Regions from separate parts of the Zea mays genome. Here regions 2 and 3 are each linked to region 1. The links are chromatin contacts, called in public Hi-C maps. All regions are on one chromosome and are shown on one strand. Each heading gives the region's core, a stretch centred on a gene start, on an enhancer-like site or on the middle of the called end of the contact. The rest is flanking DNA. Distances are from core to core; before and after follow the strand shown. Region 1 holds the start of LOC100274995 (CASP-like protein 4B1). Region 2 holds the start of LOC103633601 (SNF2 domain-containing protein CLASSY 1). Region 3 holds the start of LOC103634444 (pyruvate decarboxylase 3).

What was found. Hi-C and Micro-C count contacts between places; a contact is called where the count stands out from the background.
Region 2: a Hi-C map of tassel shows a contact between it and region 1, with 4 times the contacts expected there. The contact joins the promoter of LOC103633601 here to the promoter of LOC100274995 in region 1. A contact is called at or near these places in 5 of 25 Hi-C or Micro-C datasets (ear, leaf, root tip and 2 more) and 1 of 3 datasets of contacts at active chromatin or transcription factors (leaf).
Region 3: a Hi-C map of leaf shows a contact between it and region 1, with 6 times the contacts expected there. The contact joins the promoter of LOC103634444 here to the promoter of LOC100274995 in region 1. A contact is called at or near these places in 4 of 25 Hi-C or Micro-C datasets (bundle sheath, ear, leaf and 1 more) and 1 of 3 datasets of contacts at active chromatin or transcription factors (seedling).

What each region holds. Positions count from the first base shown.
Region 1 is chr7:183,583,230-183,586,479 of Zm-B73-REFERENCE-NAM-5.0, reverse strand. LOC100274995 (CASP-like protein 4B1) reads left to right here and starts at 1,987. Exons shown (of 1, transcript NM_001149220.2): 1 at 1,987-2,901. The coding sequence starts at 2,062. The coding sequence ends at 2,748.
Region 2 is chr7:183,710,434-183,713,917 of Zm-B73-REFERENCE-NAM-5.0, reverse strand. It overlaps LOC103633601 (SNF2 domain-containing protein CLASSY 1), which reads right to left and starts at 1,291. Exons shown (of 6, transcript XM_008655307.3): 1 at 1,089-1,291; 2 at 823-917; 3 at 508-749; 4 at 1-416. The coding sequence starts at 871.
Region 3 is chr7:183,744,262-183,747,376 of Zm-B73-REFERENCE-NAM-5.0, reverse strand. It overlaps LOC103634444 (pyruvate decarboxylase 3), which reads right to left and starts at 1,656. Exons shown (of 1, transcript XM_008655966.4): 1 at 1-1,656. The coding sequence starts at 1,150. It overlaps LOC103633603 (ubiquitin-activating enzyme E1 3), which reads right to left. Exons shown (of 7, transcript XM_008655310.3): 6 at 3,027-3,115; 7 at 2,157-2,900. The coding sequence ends at 2,304.

The sequences.
Region 1 (3,250 bases), core at 738-3,237:
GTGCGGCCCCGATTGAGCATCGGGCACAACAACCACTTCTTCCGGAAGCTCTACCAAAGGAGCTTCAATACGAGATGCATTTGGCATTTGTGGAGACAACCCGACTGGAGCATCGCAATGACTAACATATAACTTTTGAACAACCACATCCAAACATGGTGGAACCATCGTCTTCACAATTCTTACATATCTCACCCAGTCATCTTATGAGGCAATGGAGATCAACCGTCGGACAACTGTTCCATATGTAATATGGGACAACAAACCCTGGATTGATATTCTAGGGTCGTTTATGTTGCACCTAATCTCCTCACAAGCTCGAGCGAAAATCTTGTCAAAAGATGGTCTTTCATCGAACATCATGGTCACGATCTTCATACCAGCAAAACGAACATTCCCATAAGCATCTATCTTCACGCTTCCTCCATGGTATAGTGTCACTAGGGTGTCCATCTATTGCAAACACATTACTAACTCAATATCCATTAAATATGGTATCTGACTAACACTATCAAGTAAAAAAATGGGCAGCACCTCCCCTATATGGTCAAGTTTCTAAAACCTGCAGATAAACCGATGGCTGAACATATAAAAGTACTAAACTAAATAAACCCTAAGCTAAATAAATGCTAAACAATGTTAATTAACTCTAACTTCTACCTTACAAGTAAACCATAAACCTTAAACTATGCTACAAAATTAATGACTACTCACTAACGACTAAACCTAACTCATTAATAATTAAAAATGGCACATGGCATGAGAACTAATTTAAATAACTTATAAATAACATGTAAACAATAACTAAAAACTAACTAAACAATTAATATCAAATAAATACGTATAAATTATTTTAAAATTTAAAAAATACCTTGGACAGCCGCCGGCGGCTCGGGCGGTGGCGCGGGCGCGCGAAGGGTCGGTCGGCGGGGAGCAGGGGGCCGGGCGGCGTTGCGGGCGGCGCGCCGAGGAGCAGGGGGTCGGTCGGCGACGAGCAGGGGCCAGGCGACGCTCGGGCGGCACGACGGGGAGCAGGGTGGTAGGCGGCGTCGCGGTGAGCGACGCGAGGCACAGGGACCTCGGGCGGCGCGACGCGGGGGACGGCGGGCGGCGCGGCGCGGGGGCCTCAGGTGGGCGGCGGGACAGCCTGTGGCGCAGGGGAACGACAGAAAGGAAGAAGAAACGGCTCGGACGCTTATGTCATAGCTCGGTGCCAAGATCTGTGGCACCGAGCTAGGCGCCACGTCGGCTACCGCGTCAGCCAGCTCGGCGCCACAGATCACGGTGCCGAGATGTGTTATCTCGGCGCCACATCCCATGGCGCCGAGCTTTGGGTCCAAAATTGTATATAAAATTTCTGGGGGTCCAAACGTAAACATTTTTTGAAAATAGGGCTGAAAAAGAAAAAATTCAGTCCGTATGCCGGCTACAGGAGGCAAAAATCGCCACAGCGCTGCCCCTAGCAGGGCTCCTACGTGGAGGTCCGCTTCTCTCCCCCTTGTTGTGGCGTGCGTGCGACTGCCCTCCAAGTACTGTTGACGTGGGCCCACTTTCAATTATTAGTAGAAGAAAAATTAATAGTAGATGAAAAGTATGTATAGAAAATGATATTTTATGTTGTAGTGGGGTATAGTGGAATAATTTAGGGGGAACCGCTGCAGGAGATGAAGAAGTAGATGATAAAATGTTGATGATGTGACGTAAAAAGTGATATAGGGGAAGAATTTTAGAGAGAACAACCTAAGTAAAACTGTTGATGACAGCAACTGCTTGCAGGGTGAATTGGGTGCTTGCTTACGCAGGAAAGAGGGCTTAATCAGACACCTGGGCAACATATCTGATAAGCTATTTTCCTGGTCTGGCACGAAGATTGTATAGGTTGGCGGTTGCTTAACACGCGACGCAACGCAAGGCTGTACACAAAGGCCCAAAAAAAGCAAGAAAAGCAGCCATCAACAAAAGCAAGACGCGATTCGCTCTCCATCCATCACCACTTTCTTCGTTAATCGTTACATTTAGCTGGCCCTCTGTATGTAGCATTTGCTTCCCCGCTAAGAAGGCATGGACCTGGACATCATGGCGATGCCCACCACGCCCAAAGCCACCACCAGCAGCCCCGCCGCGTACTACGTCGCCAAGCCTCCTCCTCCTCCTCCTCTGGGCTACGCGGTTCACAACAAGGCGGCGGCGGCGGCCTACGATTCCTACGACGGCCGACACGGCGGCATGGTCGCCACCACCACCACCACCCGGTCGTCCTCCTCGGCGGCGCGCCACCACCACCACCACCACCACCACCAGCAGCCGGCGGGAGCGCGGGCGCTGGACGGGGTCCTGCTGCTGCTGCGCGCGGCCGCGTCGGTCATGGCGTTCGTGGCCGTCGCGCTCGTCGCGTCCTGCCGCCACGGCGACTGGATGGAGTTCGCGCGCTACCCGGAGTACCGGGGCCTCCTGGGGGCCTCCGCGCTCGCCTGCGCCTACTCCGCCGCGCAGGCCACCCGTGGCTTCCGCCGGATGCGCGCCTCCGGGAGAGCGGGTGGCGGCCTCGCGGATTTCGCCGGCGACCAGGTGGTGGCGTACCTGCTCATCACGGCGTCGGCGGCGGCTCTCCCCATCACCCTCCGCATGAGATCCGCCGTACTCAACGTCTTCACGGACGCCATGACGGCCGCCATCAGCCTGGCTTTCATAGCCTTTGCGGCGCTCGCCTTGTCCGCCGTGCTCTCCGCCGCCGCGCAACCATACTAGTAGCAGTTCGCAGTACACGGCCACATCCTCACACTCATTATACTGCTGGTTACAACGTGAGTGATGCATCGTATAAACAACCACAATACCTAATGCAGTCATGTAAACCACTTTTTTTTCAATATAATACTAGCCCGCAACAATTTTCCCCAACCTCTCTCTCTCTCAATTAAAAAGGAACATATGTCGTGCAAACATTGATGTGTTTTTAAAAATGTTTTTTTTTCAAAACAATTCTTCCATCTCCTTCTATATACTATTTTTTAAAAGGTTGTGCTGGGCTGCTGGCACATAAAGCCCATACGCCAGGCCTGATCTAGGCTGCTCTGTGTGAAACCTAGGCCCATAAACATCAGGGCCCGTGCATTCCAGACAGGCCCATCATCTTCATCTTTTGCTGGGAAAGTTCAAGTCGGAGTCCCAAACCTCGCATCGCATTTCCCCGCATCCGCAGCTCACATCGCTCCCCCGAACCCGAACCCAAATCCCAAGCAACCACTTC
Region 2 (3,484 bases), core at 42-2,541, 130 kb before region 1:
ATGCTCATGGAATCAATACTATCCCGTGCTTGGTCTCCTTTGATGATCTGGTAAATGATGTTGCCGTCGACCATCTTGATGTTGAATTCCATTCTCCTCAGGCTAGACAAAACTATGAGGTATGCGACTTCCAGGGAGAATCTTGCACTTAGCAGCTTGCTTCTGTTATGATGGAAGCAGTCCACTGCAGAATTCCATCGCACGCTCCCATCCTGGAGCTCCTCAGGTTGGAGATTCTGCAAGATGCAGATGTCGTCTATCGTCACTACGTCAGCTATTGTACCGGATATCACTTTTTCTTTGCTGCCTGGGCACTGGTCTTTGTAGAAAATAACGGCAAACAAGCATAGGCACCGGTCCGATTGATGGTTTCTCTTGATTTTGATGAGCCTTGCATCACGGCAGCACAACAGTACCTGCACGTATAAAGAGAACAAAGCGGATGTGAGATGATGCATCCATTCCATATTGAAGTAAGGATAGCAAAGATGGAAGGAAGTGACATACAGAATCTTTTGTTTCTCCTCTGTAAACTGCTTGCCATACACAAACATCGGCGCCTGGCTTGAGAACATGTGAGCAATCCGAGCAAGTTGCCTTTCTAGAACGAACGCGCAGATAGGACCCATCAATATCATGCTGGACTGCGACTGCGTATCCAGAGGAGACAAATTTTACAAGCAAACCACCATCCCGTATCATTATAGAATTGGCTCCATGCCATGATCCGTTATGAAACGCCTCAAACGCTGCAAGCAACGGATAGATCCTAAGTTTCTGTCCGCTGGCACAAGAGATGCAGGTGCTGAAACTATCACTTACGGACTGGAGCGATGGGGTTGCTGTGGTGGCCTGTGGATCCCTTGACCATGTTGACAGCAATATTACTTGAGGCACATGAACACAAACGAAAGTGCCTGCTAAACACAACACAGACAAAAGAAAAGTTCATAGCCAAAATGGAACAAAGATTCGGCTTTGGTTACCGGTGACTGACTCACGGCGGCAACGATTAAAGAAAACCCCAGCCCCGGTTCTGACAGAGACGAAGATAATCAACCCACACAATAAAAGCAGGGCTACCTTACCGGATACCAGTAGAAGGAAGACAATCGATTGCACTGCCGCTGTGGATGGGCAATGCGGCGGCCGGCGGCCGGCGGCTGGCGGCTGGCGAAGTATACCAGGCCGTTGAACAGTGAAGAAGATGGGTTGGCCGTTGGGGCCTTGAGGAAGGAAAGGAAGTGGAGTGGAGTCCACAGTCAAGTCCTCAAGCTCCAGGTGTCCAGCCAACAAATGGCATCGCCCGCTTTTTTTTTTAATCATCATCGTGGGCCCCAGCGAGGAGTGAAGGCAGCGCGCACCCGAAACCCAAAAACAGAAGTGTAAAAGGCTGACTAATTTACCATATTTAGCGTAACTTTTTTTAGATATTAGTTCTTCAATTCAAAAGGCTAACCTTACTTGAAGTATGACATAATTAGCCACGAACTAAACAGACCCTTGATAAGACAACGGGTCTAAAAATATATTCTCGGACCTTTAGATTACACCGTAAAAAATTGTATCATATATATCTTCTCTATCTTCAATAACGTTATCTAAATTTGATCCTCTATATTTACAATATTACTCAATTTCATAATCTACATTTTATTTTTACCAACCTTGTACTTAAAAATTTAAATTTATTGTGTATTTCATGAAATTTAAATATTTGTTACATTACTTTTCAATTTTAGCGAGGAATTCTTATCGCTTCTAATAAGCAAAATAGTATACCGGAAATTTGTATTATAAATTGTTTGACGCAAAAAAACGATCTTACGCTGGAAAAGTTACACACACGCCCAACAAGACGTACTGGTACACGAACAAAAAAAGTAAACAACGAGCAAGACACCGTTTACCGAACGCTAGAAAGACGCTAGATTTAGTAGACGACACACCCATGCTACAATTTACTGGGTTAAGACTGCCTCCAGCAATACACGCTAAATGGTTCTGTACTCTAAATTTAACTGCCTCCAGCAATACACGCTAAATGGTTCTGTACTCTAAATTTAGAGTACGAAACGTTCTCTATGTCGTCCAACAAGGAACTCTAAAAGGAACTCTAAAATATAAAGGACGTACGGCGAACGCTAAACGTAGAGGAGTCCTTACGCGCACTATCCGTCTGCTCAGCCCTGGGGCCCGCTCTTCAATGTGGTCATCCGTCTGCAGCTACCTCTACTACCTCTGTTGGCCGATTAATTCTATTCTTTTTTTTGCGTGTAAATCTAATAGTAGCAGCACTTTTGCTAATTGGGATTATTAGATTAGTATTATCAGTTTATGTCCAATATATATATAGATATGTACGTAGACGGCGTTATGAAAAAATGATTAGTAATGTCGGTTGCAAAATGTAATTATTATAATTAGTTCCTAATTCATTTTTATAAAATTTCTAAAAATAAATAACTTCATTTTTCCATTACGCACATAAGTTCAAATTGTATTAATATAAAAAATAAGTATTAAAAATGAGTATATGAATTCTGTTAGATATAGAGTACCGAATTTAGAGGACGTTGCTGGAGTTGGCGAAGATATAGAGGACGAAATTTTTTAGAGAGTTCTGTAAAGGACAGAGAATATTCCTTTAGGGGATAGAATTTAGGGGGACGTTGCTGGAGACAGCCTAATACCAAACACTGCTGGATGTGTACAAATCTCCTTCAACCGAAAAAGAGGGTGTTTGAATACACTAAAACTAATAGTTAATGGTCATGCTACAATTTACAAATATAAACACAACTACAAGCCGGGTTAGCGTTAGAAATATAATCGAGTCCGAGAGAGGGCGTGAAAACAAATCGCAAGCAAATAATGAAGTGAGACACGAGGATTTGTTTTACCGAGGTTCGGTTCTCTCAAACCTACTCCCCGTTGAGGAGGCCACAAAGGCCGGGTCTTTTTCAACCCTTTCCCTCTCTCAAACGGTCCCTCCGACCGAGTGAGCTTTCTCTTCTCAAATCAACCGGGAGCAAAACCTCCCCGCAAGGACCACCACACAATTGGTGTCTCTTGCCTTGGTTACAAGTGAGTATTGAACACAAGAAAGAATGAAAGAGAGAAAGCAATCCAAGCGCAAGAGCTCAAATGAACACGGCAAATCACTCTCACTAGTCACTAGGGCTTTGTGTTGAATTGGAGAGGATTTGATCACTTTGGGTGTGTCTAGAATTGAATGCCTAGCTCTTGTAAGTGGTTGAGAAGTGGAAAACTTGGATGCAATGAATGGTGGGGTGGTTGGGGTATTTATAGCCCCAACCACCAAACTTGACCGTTGGCTGGGATGTCTGTTCGATGGCGCACCGGACAGTCCGGTGCACACCGGACAGTCCGGTGCCCCCGCCACGTCATCACTGCCGTTGGATTCTGACCGTTGAAGCTTCTGACTTGTGGGCCCTCCTGGGTGTCCGGTGCACACCGGACA
Region 3 (3,115 bases), core at 407-2,906, 160 kb before region 1:
TGGGGCGCACGCGCTTGGCCAGCGCCGACAGGAAGTCCCTCATCATGACGCAGCCGAAGGTGGGGCCGTTGCCGACGGTGACGCGGTCCGGCTGCACCACCACCGCCTTGTCCTTCCTGAGCAGGATGGAGTAGCCCACGGAGCTGTAGTCGTTGAAGATGGGGCCCGCCAAGAGGTAGGCGTCGGCGGACTCCACGATCTCGGCGCAGAACGCCGTGCTCACGGCGCCCCAGTAGGTGCCCAGGAACCGCGGCAGCGTCTCCGGCACCAGGCCCTTGGCCGACGGCATGGCCGCCACCGCGTACCCGCTCGCCTCCGCCAGCTCCACGAAGGCGGCGGCGGCCTTGGCCACGCGGATCTTGGGGCCGGCCACCACCACCGGCTTCACGGCCTTGTCGAGGAACGACACGGTGGCCTCGACGGCGGCGGCGAGACCCGTCAGGTTGCTAGGCCTTGGCGCCAGCAAGTATGGCACAGGGTCCGTGGCGAACGTCGGATGCGGCAGCCCCGGCAGGTTGCAGCTGACGCTCATGTAGACGGGCTTGCTCTCCCTGAGCGCCGTGGAGATGGCCCCGTCGATCTGCTCGTGCGCGTCCTCCAGGTTGTTGACGACGGCCTGGTGGCAGGTGACGGGCTGGAAGCACCGCAGCTCCTGCGAGAAGTCCGGGAGGCCGATGGTGTGGTGGAGGACGCGGTTGGTGCCGTAGTCGTTGGAGTTGGGCCCGCCCACCACGCACACCACGGGCAGGTTCTCGCTGTAGGCGCCGGCGATGGCGTTGAGCACGCTGAGCCCGCCCACGGTGAAGGTGACAACGCAGGCGCCCACGCCCCGCGCGCGCGCGTACCCGTCGGCGGCGTACCCGGCGTTGAGCTCGTTGCAGCAGCCGACCACGCGGAGGCCGGGCTCCGCGATCAGGTGGTCCAGCAGCGTCAGGTTGAAGTCCCCCGGCACGGCGAACACGTCGCTCACGCCCACCTGCACCAGCCGCCGCGCCAGGTGCCGGCCCAGGGTCGCGTCCCTAGGAGGAGGCTCCCCGCCGCCGCCGGTGGACGTGATGAAGCCTGAAACGCCGGATGCAGGGCAGGCCACCGCGCCGCTCGCCGCGGGCCTGTGCCCGTCCACGGACCCGACGATGCCGCTGGTGTCCATGGAGACGAGATGCTTTCATGCATGGATAGATTTGGTTCTTTTTAATAAGGAAATGGGAGACGTAGCGGGCGGGCGGGCGAGAGCAAATTAAGCGCGGCGATTGACTTTGGTTGACTTGTGTAACACGACGCTTTAATTAAAATGGGATTGGGGACCAAGTCATGAACGTTTGTCTATTGAACTACAAATAACTCCCTTATTTTGTACGTGACAAAACACCACCATTTTAAGACCGACGGAGAACCACATGGACATGGTGACCTCCTGAAACTCCCTCCATGGCGTGACTAGAGGTGACAATGATAGAGATATATACCGTTTAGTTTCACACCAATTTCTATATTAACCTATTCAAATTCATATTTAGATATTTCGATCGTTTTTTTTTGTTTTAGACAAATATAAAAACTGGACAGAAACAATTTGAACGTTTTCGATTTTTCCCGTTTTAATCGAGATATCTCAGTTTTAGTCATATAATATCATGTATTAGATCATGCAATAAATAAATCAAAGACGACCATGTCACATCGTAACAAACTAGTCAATAATTGATCATTTTTTGTTAGCTATACGTATGTTATAAAATATCTCTACTACCTATTAAACACATAGTGTAAACTACACGACGTGCCCCTGCCTCCTTATCCACCGTCGCCGCAACGAACTCAATACTAGATATAGTTTAAAATATGTTACTAAATTTTTAACTTATATTTTTATTTTATATAATAAAAATATATAATTTATACTCTAAATTAAGACTTAATGTGGTGGCTCTCAAGTGGACTCACGAGCCTAAACAAGCCCGAATCAAGCTAGGTCTCTCAACTCACCGAGCCAAGACTAACTAGCTGGGTTACCAAGCCGAGATCAGCTCGTTTCCGGTTTCCGGTCCTACTTGTGACTAGTAAATCTCTTTGGGTGTAGTTTAGAAACCCCATTTTCTCAAGGTATTTCTATTTTTCAAGAGAAATTAATTCATTTTTAATTGGAAAAATAGAAATGCCTTAAAAAATAGGTTCCCAAATTAGCCCTTGGCATGGGAATTTGATTGAATGCAGTCCATCGTCTGTTTATCGTTCCAGATGACCGAATGTGTTCTCTTGGACGACATAATAGACTTGACTTTGTATGTGCAGATAGAGGGAGACTATCGGAAGTACACCGAGACTAGAGGAATGTCAATGTCATTCCCATCGTCATCCTCGCATGCTACCACCACATCTATGTGCCTCCGGTATTCAGGAACCTCCACCTTGGCCACCTCCCTGGCGACATCAACCACCTTCCTCTGCAGCCTCTCCTTGTGCCTCGCGAACATGCTGTTGTACAGCAGACAGGTGCCGCAGGACATGCTGTAGGCGCTGAGGCCCTTGTCACTGAACCACTGCAGCAGTTCCGCCACAGTCAGGTTGCCCCTGATAGTCCACCGGTCCCATACGGTCCACCTCATATCTTGATGCTTCATCAGCTTGGCCCCAACCGGCTCCGCCATAGACAGCAGAGGTATAGCTAGGTTGGCGAATGTGTTGCGGTAGTCCTCCATGGGGTGCTCCCCAGCAATGACCTTGTACAGCTCCAGGCACACTAGACCTGTGGCCATGGCTGTTGAAGTTGCGATGGCCGGGATGATCCTTCCGGCGATGAACTTAGCCTTCAACTTGTCAACCTCAGGAATGCTGTAATTCCTTGCGCGCATGTTTGCAAGCCCAGCTATTAAATCCATGTGAAAATTAGTATCATCATCCTGGGGAAAGAAAGCAGCGCATGCTATTAAATTCATATCCATCTGACTCGAACAAACAAAATCCTAATAAAAGAAAAGTGCACGTTGGGGAACCTTCTCAAATTGAGTTTCATTTGGAATACTTACCTTCTCAAATTGGATAGGTTTCATTTGGAACCCTGGTGGCAGGCCCTTGGCATATTCTTCCAGTTTCGCCAAAAGATCATTAATAACAG